Linked DNA regions of Zea mays: region 1 is linked to region 2. A link is a contact called in public Hi-C data. All regions are on one chromosome and are shown on one strand. Each heading gives the region's core, a stretch centred on a gene start, on an enhancer-like site or on the middle of the called end of the contact. The rest is flanking DNA. Distances are from core to core; before and after follow the strand shown.

Region 1 (2,700 bases), core at 162-2,661, 230 kb before region 2:
ACATTAATCCGATGGTCGCTGCAATTATTAACACTTTAACCCTCCCCTAGCTATCCTTACCCCCCTTCCACTTCCTTGCACATCCGTTAGCTTCTCGTAGAAAGATCCTGGCTGGTCGTACAACTTCGACGTGGGGAAGAAGGCCGTGCCCAAAACTCTCCACAGTGGCGACCGACGAGCATGCACGTGACGCCCAACGAGGAAGCAGGCCATGCCCAAAACTCTCCACAGTTGTTGTCGTGCTCTTGTGTGGGGAAGAAGGGAAGTAGGGGTATTTGCAAAAGAAACTCGCATCACAATTTGTAAAAATTGTGTCGACCGTCAGATATACATCGAAGAGTTAGGATCGCACATATGTGCATATGGCTGCTCATATGCATACGATACGGTTGCAGGTCTCCAGTAGTCCTGTAATTAATTATTCGAAGTATCCATACATACATAATTATTATATTATCATTTTTTATTGTAAGTGTTTATACAAAAAATATTTAGATAAATATTTAATAAGGGTAAAAATGACTTTCACGTGAAAGTTACCACCTTCAAAGGTCTTATATAGAGAACCAAACTAGTCATATACTCGTGCATTACTACGCTTTTATATATATATAATAAGATAAATTTTATTTTAGTAAAACACAAAATATACATTTTCTATTGGTTAGGTGGGTGTGAATATGGAACCAACAACTAATGTTCAAACACTCACTTTATACATAATTTCATCTTATTTTTTACATAAACTTTCCTAGTAGTAGAGAAAAAAACATAGGAGTACGAGTTGATTCTAAAGAAAGGTAGAGTATTTTTTTGAAAAATATTGACGCGAGACGACCGTTGGAACTGATGCTTTAATATAGTAGAGATTTATATCTAAAACCAAATAAAAAAGTTTATATTTTAAGGTCCAAGAAATTAACAAAAAATTAGGCCTAAGAATAGTAATGGATTTATTTCCTTTATAGGTCATTCCAATTCTCATATCACTAAACCAACTTATACCGGTGTCAAATCCAAATAATGGCTTATTCGGCTATTCAAATTCTGTGTGGATTGAAGTATATTAGAATGGATTGAAATGAATTTTGATTTGCTATAGATTTAAACTAACTCAATACTATTTAATCCAACTCAATACCATCAAATGAAAAACCTAAGGGCTAATTTGGTGATCTGGGATCTCGGAAGGATTGGAGGGGATTGAGGAGGAAATTAATTCATTTCCCTCTCAATCCACTACAATCCTCCCGGGATTCCCTTGTCACCAAATCAACCCAGGAATTGTCTCCTGTACGAACGAGACGACCTTTTCCTCCGTGTGCCTCTCGCTTTGGGCCAAGCATTCGCATAGCCCGCGCCGCAAGTATTCGCGGTCGCACAGGCTGGTCCAGTCCAACACTGGCCTCCCTGTTTCGATGCTGGCCACAAGCTCGCCCGGCCGCCCGGGGTGAGGATGACTGCCACTCCCACCGGGCTCCTCCGGCTCCACATCTGCCGTCGACCAAACCCGCCCTGCTAAATACTCGCTCCCTACAGCTCTCCTCGCAATTAACACCTCCGTTAGCACGAGCTGCAGGGAGGGAGTTGGGAGGAGAAACAGAGCTACCGGGGCGATGGGCACCGTGCTCGATTCGCACTTCCTGGCGCTCACCGCCATCGTTACTGTAAGTGCCCCGTTCCCCTCCTCCCTTCTCCCGGTTCTCAGTAAGGCTTCGAGTTTTGATCCCTTGTTACGTTCTCTGTGCTTCCGGTAGGTGGGGTACCAGCTGCTGTTCTTCATCATCACAGCTCTCCTCCGGTTCGATAAGGTCACCGATTTCGCAGGTAAAAACTGACTCAGCCGCTCTTGATACTGGAATGGGTAATGGGTTGCCATGACTGTCCCTTGTATAGTTGTACTAGTAGGGCGCAATTGCTAACAGAATTCCAGTAGTGAATGTGAATTTACGGAGTGTTTAGTTTGGGAAATCGACCCATTTTCATTCTAGACAAGTTGAAGCATCGTGAGTTAATTTGTTAAATTTAATGAAATGTCCTTATTTCTCATACTACTACTAGTTATTAACTCGTAAGGAACGAGCTGGTGATAGATCAACTCATTTTATTCCATAAAAAACTAAAGAGTGAGATGATGATGGACCACTTCATTCCATAAACCAAACACCGTTCATTCCTGCTGATGCTTAGAGGATAAATTCTTGTCCTTGTTATTTCCCCCCCAGAGTTTAGTTTAGATAACGGTTAGTGAAATTGGTTATTAACTTCTTTGACTCAGTTTGTGTGGCAGTTGTTGCTCCAAGCCTCCAAAAACCCAACCTATCCCCTGAACTGTATTATACTCATCCAATTCCAAATTACAAGACGATGACTTATATAGCATACATTAGGGCATGTACAACCCCATTTAATATGGGGTCTCTAAGGGCTTAAGTGAAAAAATACAAGAGCGAAGAGCCCGTATCTTCATGACTTTCCATACACGTTGTCTCTTATCTGCATTGATGATCTAAGGTGTCAGGGTTGTACCATGTAATCTTTTAGTCGTCTCTTATACTTGGAAAACTGAACTTGTGTCTCCGGGTTGTACATGCCCTTATGTCAAGATACATTGTCAAAACAACCTTTCTAGAAAGAAGAAAACGTTTTACAATTGGGGATTGGGGAAGTTGTTTTCTCGCTTGTTTTTGGGAATCCTCT
Region 2 (2,930 bases), core at 295-2,794:
AGTAGGATAAACAGGTGTATGAAAAACGAACGAGAACGAAAATATTAAGTTTAATATTAATAGATAACTAGTACGTGATTGACTGGGAGGATAACACTACGAAACAATTAAGTATAAAAGAGCAATGTTTTATTGTTGTTAGTTTGCTAGTGGCGTGTATAAAGCTATGGTCAATGTTATTTGAGCCTTTTGGCTACTTTTCATTGAAGACGTCCAATGGCTAGAATGATTTCTTGTGCTATAATTTATCACATAAGGATATACGGCTTTAGCTAATACACTAATATATATTGGGTCCATCCCGCATTTTTTTTAAATGTGGAATAAATAGGGTTTTTTAAATGTGGAATAAATAGGGTTCAACTCGGATAAAACAGGATCCCACAAGAAACATGATTCAGGGGATGGAATCTTTAGAGGATAGAGAAAAAATTAGGTATATAGGGATGACGTAGAGGGAACCGTTATGGATAGTCTGAGGTTGTGTTTACAATTCAACGTCATCCTCGCACCCAACATTGGAATCGTAATTTTTTATTTTTGTTTTGTAGAGCTTAAACAAGCACCACTTAGATCTTGTTCTAAACCTCTAAATTTAATAGTTAGACACTAAATTTAGCTGAGAATTTTAGAATGACTGAATGGGTCAGTCGTTGGACTAGCTAATTATTAATTATACTTCTCAACCTAACTTACAACTTATTAGCCATTAGCTCTCTATAGGTTTGGAATAGGGCGACGTATATATAACATCGAGTGAACACACAAACCGTATACCTTTATTGGTAGCAAGTACATCACTCGATCTGACCCTTCTTTATAGTGCCAGTCGCCAAACACCACCAAACAACTACTAACACGCCGCGCAGGTTATGAAGTACGGGACGACAGACGATATTATTGAACAACAAGGGCAGCACCGTCTAATTAGCTACGTGCTTTACTACTCCGTGAGCGCGGCGCTCTCCGCCGGCTGATTGGCCGCCCTGCAGTGCCTAGGCGGCGGTGACGGCGACCTTCATGCCGGCCTGGCAGTGGCCTGGGAAGCTGCAGATGAAGTAGTTGGCGCCGCGCCTCAGCGTGACGCGGTCGTTCCCGGTGGCGAGCGCCCTGGCGCCCTCGGGCGCGCTGCACGAGCTGTACCCCGCCGCGCTCACGGGCACCACGTTGTGCGCCCTGGCGTCGTACCTGAACACTGCATGAAGCCATGAACGCGCGCGCGCGTGCACACCATCAGAGGGTCAGATTAAGCTGGGCTACGTACGCAGCCATCCATGGAAAATGGGATGCATCACTGGTCACCGAGGACGTCGCCGGCGCGGAAACGCTTGCCGTTGGGCCAGCTGGCGGTGTTGAAGCTCCACCCGCCGCGGTCGCCGACCGTGTACACCGCCGACTCGGCGAACTCGCCGCGGAGGAGCGCGCACAGGAGGACCAGCGCCAGCGCGGCGGCGCTGCTGCCACTGCCAGTGCCACGAGCACTGCCCCTTACCTGAGCCATGGCGGCGCTCTAGCAGTGAGGCTATAGCTAAACTCTAGAAGTGAGCTGTAGAGCGCACCAAGAACCGCTTTTTATAGGCGAACCCAAGTACCCCTGCACACGACGATAACCAAACTCTCGTTTCTAGCGTATATAGTGGCCATGGCACGGTCAAATGGCCCAGGGACAAGCAAGCGCTTACGCCGTGTGAACTAACGCTACTGAATAGGAGTACATAGTTAGTTAGCTAGCCCCACAGTGACACCGATCGAGCTGCGAGCGAGGAAGCAAGCCATAGCCACCCCCACCCACTGACCAACGAGGACGAGAGAGGACGGGGGTGGGGAGCCACAAGCCTTGGAAAAACTTTCTTGTTGCGTTTATTGCAGTCCGCGTTCTTCAGCAGTTCCCGTTGGTGGGTGACTGGTGAGCGCCCTGACCCTCGCCGCGGACGGGAGGATGGACTGGCCTGGCACAGGATTTAAGGATGTGTTTGGTTACAATGACGAGATAGAATGAGATAGAACGATCTCAAATAAGTTTATTTGATTTAGGTTCAAGAGTTGAGACAGTGTTTTTCTTAATTATCCTTCAAAATTGAAAGGACGAGAGAGAACGTCAGGAGATCGACGTCTGTTCTAGCTGTCCCGCCGCACCATAAAGCAAGCAAACGCAGGTGTGCGGGAGCTAGCTAGACCTAGACCCGTGCGGTGCAAGTGGAACAAACGAGTCTTCAATTCTTCATACAGTAGTGTACTACACCACACTAGCTTGCTTGATCCATGTGCACCTGACTCTGTCCATAACTCCAGATAGGCGGGCCACCTTGACGAGCAGCAAACCTACGCGCCCTCGTCAGTGGTGGCGGACAGGATCATCAATGAATCTGGTTCGGGAGAAAGGAGGCTGGGCAACCTGAAACTGAAATGGACGGAACGGACCAAAGCGCGACATTCTTCAGATTATGCGGCCGATGATGCACCCCCGTGGTGCCACACTAGACACTAGTGCAAGGACGCTGGAAGTAAATTTAGCGACTTGGGGGTATTTTAGCGGCATCCAGATAGCAACCCGAGCCAGGAGATGGTTTGTTTATTTTGTCCATATATTGGAAGTTTTTTTTTCACTGTATGCCTCTAGTTAGATCTTATGGTATATGCTCATATCATAGAGGAGTATGCAATTAATGATGGTAAAAAGAAAAAGAAAATATCGAGAAGAGATTTGATCTGTTGCCAATTGTTTGCGCAATAATGAAAATGAGTCTACTAATGTTATGTTGGTATGCAAGTTATTGCAGTAATTACACGTTTTTTTAGAGAGACGATACATGTTTTGGCAATTCAAATCAAACGATCTGTTTGGACGAGATGGGATTGTTTTATTATATAAGGAAGTAGCCATAATAAAGCAGAGGTATGTGGTTTTTACACAACGTAGAACACACACA

The links. A called contact is a pair of places that touch in the nucleus more often than the background predicts.
Region 1: a contact with region 2 is called in a Hi-C map of ear, with 2.4 times the contacts expected there. The contact joins the promoter of LOC100304216 here to the promoter of LOC100280893 in region 2. A contact is called at or near these places in 2 of 25 Hi-C or Micro-C datasets (ear and leaf).

The regions. Positions count from the first base shown.
Region 1 is chr5:12,224,061-12,226,760 of Zm-B73-REFERENCE-NAM-5.0, reverse strand. It overlaps LOC100304216, which reads left to right and starts at 1,411. Exons shown (of 9, transcript NM_001165666.1): 1 at 1,411-1,667; 2 at 1,758-1,827. The coding sequence starts at 1,617.
Region 2 is chr5:11,996,151-11,999,080 of Zm-B73-REFERENCE-NAM-5.0, reverse strand. LOC100280893 (chemocyanin) reads right to left here and starts at 1,544. Exons shown (of 2, transcript NM_001153813.1): 1 at 1,303-1,544; 2 at 758-1,195. The coding sequence starts at 1,501. The coding sequence ends at 996.